Linked DNA regions of Mus musculus: all the other regions are linked to region 1. A link is a contact called in public Micro-C and promoter capture Hi-C data. All regions are on one chromosome and are shown on one strand. Each heading gives the region's core, a stretch centred on a gene start, on an enhancer-like site or on the middle of the called end of the contact. The rest is flanking DNA. Distances are from core to core; before and after follow the strand shown.

What was found. Promoter capture Hi-C pulls out the DNA fragments that hold promoters and counts their contacts. A called contact is a pair of places that touch in the nucleus more often than the background predicts.
Region 2: a contact with region 1 is called in a Micro-C map of embryonic stem cells, with 4 times the contacts expected there. The contact joins the promoter of Slc8a3 here to the promoter of Ccdc177 in region 1.
Region 3: a promoter capture Hi-C map of hippocampal neurons shows a contact between it and region 1, with 4 times the contacts expected there. The contact joins the promoter of Ttc9 here to the promoter of Ccdc177 in region 1. A contact is called at or near these places in 2 of 39 promoter capture datasets (embryonic stem cells and hippocampal neurons) and 1 of 484 Hi-C or Micro-C datasets (embryonic stem cells).

The regions. Positions count from the first base shown.
Region 1 is chr12:80,758,715-80,762,106 of GRCm38.p6, forward strand. Ccdc177 (coiled-coil domain containing 177) reads right to left here and starts at 2,001. Exons shown (of 2, transcript NM_001008423.2): 1 at 1,683-2,001; 2 at 1-812. The coding sequence starts at 784.
Region 2 is chr12:81,331,510-81,335,011 of GRCm38.p6, forward strand. It overlaps Slc8a3 (solute carrier family 8 (sodium/calcium exchanger), member 3), which reads right to left and starts at 1,671. Exons shown (of 7, transcript NM_001167920.1): 1 at 1,132-1,671.
Region 3 is chr12:81,629,841-81,633,093 of GRCm38.p6, forward strand. It overlaps Ttc9 (tetratricopeptide repeat domain 9), which reads left to right and starts at 1,409. Exons shown (of 3, transcript NM_001033149.3): 1 at 1,409-1,961. The coding sequence starts at 1,565.

The DNA of each region.
Region 1 (3,392 bases), core at 751-3,250:
GCTCCCGAAGGCTCTCCCCGCTGTAGGACGACGACGAGGCCCCGGACTCGGAGCTCAGGGCACCGTCCCTCCGGCGGGAGAGCGAGTCCAGCGAGTGGCTCTTTCTACCTGTCCGAGAACCGGCGGGCGGAGGCCGGCTCCTGGCGGGGGGACTGGGAGAAGTCCTTCGAGCAACTCGCGAGGCGGGCGAGGCCGGGAGGCTGCTGCTGCTGCTGCAGCTGCTGCTGCTGCCCCCGCTCAGGGCCGAGGCTGAGGCTGAGGCTGAGGCCGAGGCCGGGGCTGCCGCCGGACCCTTCGGTGTGAACAGGCGCCGCTTCTCCTCGCGCATGATGCGCTCGCGCTCGGCGCGGCACTGCTGCAGTTTGGCCAGGCGCTCCGCCTCGTAGGCCTCGTACAGGCCGGTGGCCACGCGCATGGAGCGGCCCGGGGCCTCGCGCACCAGGTCGGCCAGGGCCCGAGGCAGCAGCTCCACGGGCTTGACCGCGCATCGGGCGCAGGCCTCCAGAGAGCGGGGGCTGGTCAGGACGTAGCGGCTGCCCTCTGCCTCGGGGCAGGCGAAATTGAAGAGATCGAGGTGCAGCAACGGAGACTGCTCCCGACGTCCACCTTCTGCCCCGCAGGGGACTTCAGCCTTACGGGGCGCCGCCGCGGAGGCGGAGGCCGAGGAGGCAGCCGGCTGCTGGGCTCCCTGGGCATCGGGGGGCTCGGACGCTGTGGCCTCATCCCCTTCAGAGCCACCGGGCTCCGCTCCCTCTTTCTCCTCTTCTGGCACCGGGTCCACCATAGCTGAACCTCGTTCTTTGTTGGAGTCCCTGAGATGACAGAGGGGCGGGGGGACATAGAGGATCTGTGAGCTGTTCCTCCCTCCTCAGCCATATTTACCCCTCCCAACTTAATCCGATTTCAGATTAGGCTCAGGGGCCTGATGGAACGTAAATCCTAAAACTGATGCCCCAAAAACTCAGGCTGGGCAGTTGCGGTGGGGGGACGCTGGGCCTTAGACAGCAGCCTCAGTCTCCCTCAGACCTAGAATGCAGGGCCTTTCAGGAGACCACATTGGCGTGAGGCCCACTAGCTGCATCCCCTTCCTGCAAAGATTGAAGTGCAAGGAAGGCTGCAGCCAGCGAGGGAGGCGCTGGAGGATTCCCCGGAGGATTAGCTATTTGTTTGTAGCTTAGGCGGGCTGCTGGGATGCAGCTTTGCAAGAACACAAAAGGGGAAGGGGCCTGTGCATGCCAAAGTGCATTGCTGCGAGGGCCCCAGTTGCCTAGGAAGAAGTTTATGGTTGATTTCTCTCTACCAAAAGGACCCGGAGCGCAGGGCCCCCGGGAGATGGAAGGGCTGAAAAGAGTCTCCAAAGGCTTCTCCGAGTGGAGTGATGGATTCTTTCTCCAGCCTCTCCAGCGGGGCTTGCTGGGAGCTCTCTGCCTTCCTCTTCCTCCAGCCCCCACCCGGTGTTTGCTCAAGATGCACAAGGCACCTGAATCCTCCCAGATGCACCCGATCTCCAAGGCCGAATGTGTAGTTAAAGGTACCATCAACCCCAGTATGGTGGACTCAGACATCAGCCGCTGATGCTCACCAGTTTCCGCACCGCATCTCAGGGGAGTGGGCTCTTAGAGCGCCGTAAACCCTGCCGCTCCATTCTGGGAGCTGCTAGGTCTCCGAGCGGGTTCACTTACCCCAGGTCCGGGCTCCGGCCCCCTTGCCGAGGGCTTTTGTTCGCCTCTCGCTGCTCTCCCCGGCGCCTCTTCAGTCCCTGCGCCGGCGGGGTCGGGTTACTGCCGGCTGCAGCAGCCAGCGTCTCTCCATGGGAGACTACGAACTGGGAGCACACATCCCAGACGCTACCTACCCGGGGGAGGGGGAGTGCGACAAAGTCTCCCTAAAATAACGTAGCTCTGCTCCCTTGCTCACAACTGATTCTTAAAAAAGGAAGCTGGGTTCTTCCCTCGCCTCTGCATCCATCTCCACCTCTACCGCCAAGGTACCGCAGGTCTCTCGCTGCTCCTGGCGCCTCCTGGTGGCCACTTAAGGGTATTCATTTCTTTGCTTAGAGGACGACAAAGCAATTAAAAATACAGTAACTACACATGTATGCATATAAATGAATGCATGCATACATACGTAATACAGAGAGATGTGGACATAGCAGTTATCACCAGAAATCTAGTCTTTGGGCACCTTAGGCGGGTACAATGAAGGAATCAGTATATTTCTCAAAGGGATCTTAAGCAGACCAACAAGTCAGCAAGTAATTGGGTAGAAAGAGGGCACCTGGTCCAAATAGTGATTTTTATTTATTTAAGGAAAGCTAAGATGGGAGAACGAATGAGAACAAAGAATGATGCCACATTATGAAATTGCCATTACCTTGTTTGCTCACCTAAATAACTAAAAACAGTCGACAAAAACACACGGGTTCAGGCGGCAGAACACAAGTGACCAGCGGATGCTGCTTCCGAGTCGCTAGTTTCATACGATGAGACTGATCCTGATCGATGCCATGTAATGAGTGCTTTTTGATGACACCTCATCCTACCCTTCCATCGTGAGTGGTAGTGGCCAAAGACATCCCAGATTAGAATCCTCCAAGGAATGGGGGGGGGGGGGAGGTGTAGCATTAGAGAGTGTGGTGAACTATGATGCTAAAGAATCCGAAGGGCTGGTTGGTGGTGATGCCCGCCTTTGATCCCAGCACTCAGGAGGCAGAGGCAGGTGGAGCTCTGTGAGTTCAAGACCAGCCTGAGCTACAGAGTTCCAGGACAGCCAGGGCTACACAGAGAAACTAAACAAGCAAACAAAGGAAACCATGAGGGGAAAGTAAAGTTTTTGTTTTGTTTTGTTTTGTTTTGTTTTGTTTTGTTTTGGAAAGGGAAGGTTTTGAACAAGGAAATAATGCCGCAGATAGACTTTTTAGGAACATAACTCTAGCAACAACAGGGCAAGGCCCAAGAGACTAAGGAAGCAGTTGGGGAGGCACTGCAGGTACCCAGCACAGGGAATGTTGGAACCAGAAAGGGAGCGGTGGTAGGAAAGGAGGAAGGTGGGGGTTTGTAAATACAGTGGAAGGAACCACACTCAAAGCTTGGCTCTAGTGTGTGAAGTGAGGGATCAAGGATGGCTGCCTGGAGCAGTGGGATGCTGAGACAGACAGACAGACAGACAGACAGACAGACAGACACGGAAAGCGTGGATCCAGGAGGGAAGATTAGCTGGTATGGAATGCCAGTTATGGGCAGTTGCCCCTCTCCGTCATTAGAGTAGGACCATCCAACAGGTGGCTGGTTAAGTCATACTAGAGGTCTGGACTGGAACTAGATCGAGGATGTCACCATCTATGTAAGGTCCCTGTGATGGCTAGTTTTCTGTCCACTTGACACATGCTAGAG
Region 2 (3,502 bases), core at 421-2,920, 570 kb after region 1:
AATTTCAATCTTTCTGCCTGGGAAACCTTAGCACCAAACATTCAGATGCTTGTTTGTTAATTGCCAAAAGAGAAAGAGAAAGAGAGGGAGAGGGTAGGAGGCAAGCAGTGAGTGAGGAAATTTACAGCACTGCATTAAAGGCATTTGTTCTATCCCCTCCCCTTCCCCTTTAAAAATAAAACACAACGAATGAAAAAGAAAAACTACCTCCCTCCCTGAAACCCCTCTAGCAAATCCTATTTATCCTCTGACCCAGTGTGGCTCAGGTCCTCAGGGCAGGTCAGCCAGGGCTTGCAGAAGCAGCCTGGCCTTTAAAAGAGGGCTCCTGCCTGAGAGAGAGAGAGAGAGAGAGAGAGAGAGAGAGAGAGAGAGAGAGAGAGAGAGAGAGTTGAAGAAAGGAGGGGACCTTAGTTATATACTTTTCACAGCTCTCCAGGCAGCCCTGGATTTCTCAGATCACCAGGTAGCTCTTGGCTGGAGAGCCCTCTGGGATTGGAGGGAAGGGGATACAATGGGACTGCAGTTATGGGCAGGCAGCAATGGAGTCCCGAGATTGGGGTACGTGCATGCGTGTGCGCGCATGAGTTCGTGTGTGTGTGTGTGTGTGTGTGTGTGTGTGTGTCACGCGCATGCGCGCGTCCGCCTAGGGAATAACGCGGTCCCCCTCCTAGCCACTCAGCTCCAAGAACTCACACGCCCTGACACCCGCGACACACACACACACACACACACACACACACACACACACACACACGCACCGCCATGAAGCTTCCTCATTGAGCTACCCCGCCACTAAGTCATCAAACCCAAAACAGGACTGTACACACGTTTCCAGTACTATGGCTCACAGGCATCTCTAGCAGCACCCCCAGCACTCTAGCTTAGACACCCTCCCAGATTTTCCCCCACTACACCGCATATACAACATATTTCCCGGGCACCCTCCCCCACTTTTCTGGCACTAAACCCGCCGCAAGGCAGCGCATACGAATGATCTTGAGAAATAACTTATCATGATTCTTCACCAGGGACCCTCTCTCGGGAGAATATCAGGCTTGGGATCTTGGCAGGCGTCCCCTGCCTCTGCGGTCCTCCAGAGCTTGGGGATTGTGGGCTCATCCCATTACTCACCGATTCCCCTCAGCCTCCAGAGCTCGATGGGCAAGTGAGGCGGGCTAGGAAGGTGCACGATGCCCGCGCCGCCCAGCTCCTCACGGGCCGCAGCGGCTCATCGCCCCCGCGGGCTGCGGGCCGGCTGCAGCGGCGTCCAGGGCATGGCAGTCCGCCGCGGCTGCCGCCCGGAGCTGTGGGCTAGCAGCTGTCAGGGGGCTACCAGGCAGCGCATCTGGAGCAGGATCGCTGGGGCCAGGGCGCAGGGAGCGTTGTACAGACCCTCGGCGGCGTCCAGCCAAGGAGCAGAGACTGCCCGAGTGGCCCAAGCAAGGCCCGGAGTCCCGGCCGCGGTCGCCTGGGGATCCCTATGGGAGGGGTGGGACGGAGAGCAGCGCGGCGCGCCCTGGCGGCTCGGAGGGACCCCGGCGGGGGCTGGCTGCCGCGACGCCCGGGCTTTCCCCGGGCTGGGAGCGCGCGGCTCAGCCTTGCCCACTGTCACCACCGGAGACGTCTCGGCCTCGCCGCGCTCAGAGGGGACGAGCGTAGGGGCTGGTTTCTGGGTGAGCCTAGAGCTTTGCCCATTAAGCCTCCGCAAGGAGCCAAATCAAAAAGCCAATCTCCAAGCCTCCAAACTCGACGTCACCCTATCAGCTGGGAGACAGCTACACCGAATGACAAGCCGCGCATATTTAGCCTCGGGAGCGGAGGGGAGTTTTCCACAGCGCTTCTCAGCGGGCCTGGGACACCAAGCACGGACCTAGCATGCAGAGTCCCAGGAGATTGAATGCAGATGCAAGCCCTACCAAGAAGCCACCAACCCAACCGTTGAGCCTGGAGCTTAGAGCATTGGAGCTGGCTGCAGCTGCAAGGAGTCCTGACCTGGATTCCCGGGAGTTGGTAGTCCTGAAGTCCCGGCAGCAGGCAAGAAGCTCGGCACAGGCTTTCCTCTTGTCCTCGGGAGACGCCACCGCCCGCAGTCCCGAAATTAAGTTCCCTCCAAACACATTGTGGTTTTTAAATATAGCAGGGAATGATTACCCAGGCAAGGTCCACCCAGGCCTAGGGGAAGACTCGAGGGGGATGGAGGTTGGCAATGTGTGTGTGTGTGTGGGGGGGGGGGGACAACGACGACTCCTTTTTCTCTCCCATTTATTCCCCCCCCCCCTTTCTTGGTGCAGAACTCACCCTGTCATTTTCTCAACCCAAGTCAAGCAAGAGCTTTGTGAGAGACGCTTGGGTGAGCACTGCTATGTTGGCTTTGGTGATTTTTAAAGCTAAAAATAAAAGGGGGCTGCCTTTCAAATTGCTGCTTACTCTGGGCCTGGAGACCAAGGCAGAGATGGTCCTTTGATGCAGCATCAGAACTAGGGTTTGGGGCTTGGCTCGAGAGTAGTGCACACACAGCCTTAAATCAGATGCCTGTAATTTCTGCTATATTTGTCACGCGTGGTCCTGGTGGCAGGAGGAGTGGGCAGACATGCCTAAGGATGGGATTGCGTGTCCTCAGCATATTGGTGTCATCAGGCAGCTGTGAAATGAGAGTGGAGGCTGGCCTTTTGCATAGACCCCAGTGTAGATGGGACAGAAACTGCTTCTGCTGTCTGAAGCCAAGCATAAGAGGAATCAGACAGTATCCTATCTCCTGAGCAGAGTTAGTGCCAGTGAATTTGGTTGCATTGTTTGATACCATCCTCACAGAAGGCTATGAAATATACACAATTACTCTTCCACTTTTCGGTTGACCTTTGTTGTCTAGAAGTTAAACAGCTGTCCTAAGAGGACATGCAGCAGAGTCAAGGATGGGAAAGGAGGAGACCAAGTAGAGTCCTACTGACAAGCAGCAAAGTGTGATACCACAAAGCATGTACAACCCTCCAGCTCCCTGACACCAACCAGGGAGAAGGACCTCTTTAACAAGGTTTGGTCCAAAGAGCTTGTACCTGCAAGAGGTAGAAAGCACCCGAACTTGGAAGGAAATATACTCTTTGGGTGGGGACCCTCAGTGCAGTGTTCCTTTAGTAAGTCAGAAGGTGATCCTATCCTGAATTTGGGCTCCTTGTGGACTGCTAGGAGCGGTTTCAGATAATTTATGGGCCTTGAATCTTGGTGATTTTAAGAGCTCAGATTCTGGCATTGTAGGATTTCAATGACTTCAAGGCATGTGAAGGTTTCATACCCATCAGGCAGCAGGATTGGCCTTGTGCTTGTCTGCATGGAACAGCAGGACAGAGTCTAAATGGGCTTCAGTCAAGATGAGAGGGACGGATGTGTGCAAACTGGGGTAGGTAACTTTTAGAGATACCTCAGATCTTTTATAAAAGTGAGAGCTGTTGTGACTCAGTGATTTTCCTGGAATATGGCAGTGACTGGGGATGTAAATGAAGAGATG
Region 3 (3,253 bases), core at 159-2,658, 870 kb after region 1:
GCAGTCTTGCACCCGGAGCACTTCTTGCAGGCTCATCAGTGATGCTCATTCTGCTGGTCCAAAACCTGAGTAGGAAGTTTTCACAGCACTGTCTCTGAGCTCCTCTTGGAGCTACAGAAGCACCGATTGCTGGATCCAAGGCTAGGGTCCTGTTTTAGACAATCTGGACTATGTCCTTAGAGCTTGCATATAATAATTTCCAGAAGATGTTGATGCTGCGGATCTGGGAAACACCCTTTGAAAATCACATTAAGAGCATCTTTTCGTTCCCTTAATATCACTAAAAATGTATCTATCCTCTTCATTGCCTATAAACCCAAATCCAAATGCTTTATTCAGAAACCCCTGGCATCCCTCTCACTTGGAAAGCCATAAAGTCAAACCTTTAGGCCTTAAATATGTCTGAGGTGTCCAACATTACAGCTCTGAGAGCTTTCTTGCTTTGTCTGGTATTTTACTCCTTCCCTGTGCCCATCCTTTGGGGGGTCTTCAAATGTTATTACCCTGTAAGGAATTCCCAGGGCTCCACAGCGCTTTCTGTGATTGCTAGTGGGAATTGTATCTTCCAGCAGTAAACTGGGTTCTTTTGGTGTGTGTGTGGTGGGGGGGGGGGGGCTGTAACTTGCCTATTTTCATCTGCCTGTGTGTGGCTCAGCCAATCTCCTGCATACAGCTGACACTCTCACTGACAGAGGGAAAGAAAGAAGGAGCCTCCCCAGGAAGGGTGCGTAACTGTCCAGTAATGGAAACTGGAACCCTGTGCCCGCCAAGCCTGATGACCAACAGTAACAGGTGTTTCCATCTCCGCTTCTGTGATTCATTCTGCATAGCTGCGCACGCACATAGCGTAAGCACACACAGTCTCCCGGAATACAACGCCAGGCACGCAGACGTGCACCCGGTGTCCTGGGCGCCCGGGAGACACACCTCAGCGACAACCTGGATCCACAAAAGCGAGGCTCTGCCACCTAAAATAGTAATGTCTTACTGCAAACAAAACAAGCAGTGGCACCTGCTTATTTTCCTTGCTCCCTGGCGCACCTTTCTCTTTAGTCCTAAAGAAAGCTATTGAGGTGACCCCCCCCCCTCCCAGTCCTTCCCATACACACACACCCCTCCCCCATAGCTTCTTTTGGCCACGGCGCGCCTCGGAAGGCTGGATGAATGGGAACCAGGGGGCCCTCTTTGTCGCTAATCTTCCCCTCCTTTGAGCAAGCCCAGCTTCTTCCGGGTCAGCGACAATCACCACCACCCCAGTCGGGCCCGTTGTCCCCTGCACCACGGCCAGGCTCGCACAGGGTCCGGTAGCCCGCGGGGACAGGTTGCGGGAGCAGAAAAGGGCGGGGACGAGGGCGGGCGCCGAGGGAACGGGGGAGGGAGCTGGGAGGGGAGCGATCGCAGGAGGAGGGAGCTGCCTCGGGCGGCTGGCGAAAAGGATGGGAGTGCGGGGCAAGCGCGCGGCGCCCAGGGTAACGGCCGCGGCAGAGTCTGCGGGGCGCGAAGCCAGCGCTCCGCGCTTTTAAAGCCCGGATCGCGACGCGCTCTAGGCGCGGGCGGCGGCCGGATGGAGAGGAAGGGCTTGGCGGCCCGATCCTCGGGGAACCCTAGCCCGCCTGCGCTGGGTGAGGGACCGCGGCCCGTGCCGCCGCCGTGCGTCCCGAGCGGCGGAGGAGCCCCGGAGCGGGGCCAGGCTGGAACGGCGGCCGAGCCCGCGGAGCTTATCCGGCGCGCACACGAGTTCAAGAGCCAAGGGGCGCAGTGCTACAAGGACAAGAAATTCCGCGAAGCCATCGGCAAATACCACCGGGCGTTGCTGGAGCTGAAGGGATTGCTGCCGTCACAAGAGGAGCGGGACGCACGGCCAGCCTCCTCGGCAGGGGTTCCCAAATCCAGCCGCCTCTCAGAGGAGCAGAGCAAGACGGTTGAAGCCATTGAGATCGACTGTTACAACAGCCTGGCAGGTAAGCCGCGCCCCGCCGCACCCCCTCCTCTCCTTCCCCGGGCCTCCAGGGGCCCCGCCCGGCCACGCGTCCCGTCCCCAGCTTTCCCAACCTAGTCTCTCTGGATCCCAGAGCGCCGCTGAGGCACACCGCGGTGCAGACTCCCTCCCGTGACAGTGGTGCTCTGGGGAGATCTGGGAGGGAGGCGCTTGAGAAAAAGTGTGACTTTCAAGATGATGTCTTCCAAAGGCCATAGTCATCTTGAGTCTCTTCCCTTGCAAACATGGTGAATCTTGCCTATAAATGACCGGGCAGACAGAGGGCGACCCAGCGGGCCTGTCAGCGACTGCTACTGCTCACTTGGGTTCAAACTGAAGAGATAGAAGAAGCCAGAGATACCGCACAAGCCATGGGCTCTAAGGCTAGCTCATGCACCTGTCTGTCTCACTCGGGTGTCACTGGCTTTAAAGTTGACCTATGTCTTCCCTTAAGTAACCAGATGGAAACAGGCCTTCCCTCAAGTTCTCCTGCCCCAGTAGCAAAGGGGATTTTTTTTTTTTTTCAGGATGTCCTGAGTAAAATGGATTCCAAAATGCTACTTTCTTCTCTCCGGGTCTTGCTCCAGCAGTCTCAGGGCTCTGAGTTCATGGTTGGTCCTTAGCCCTGCTGAATTCTTAGTCTCCTGCCTAAGGCTCTTCTGTTGGGCTGAAGGTGTACTTCCATGGTGTGCTTTAGGGATGAGGCTAAGTGTGTGTGTGTGTGTGTGTGTGTGTGTGTGTGTGTGTGTGTGTGTGCATTATAGAAAATGTAAAGTCTGTAAAAAAGGAAAACGCTGAGGCTTTCGAAGGACTTCCTGCGAAATGTGGCAAACAGCGATATAAACAACTGCCTTACAGTGACGCAACCACCCTCTACTTTTCCCACCTAGTGTGTATGGTTTGGGGCACAGTCAAGCCTCTCTCTGTTAGAATAAAAGGCATTTCTTCATTTCTAACCTTGAAAGTTGCTTGAACTAAGTATGGCCTGTTAGGGGGTGGGGGCGGGGTGACGATGGATGCATCTGGAGGTTGAAAGACTACAACTATGGTCCATTCAGAAATGTAGATCTGCTGTGTTGGCTTTGGGCATTGAGCACCAGCTTCCCTCCGCCTTCCCATTCTGTCATGTTTGAGGTCATCTTTAGGCAAGTGCTCTACCCCTGTGCTGCCATGCCCCTATCAGGTCATCTTTACTAGGGTGAAACCCAGCCTGGGAAGACACGGTGTGAGGTAGCTTACACACGTTAAGAATTACACATGTAAACCAAGGGCAGT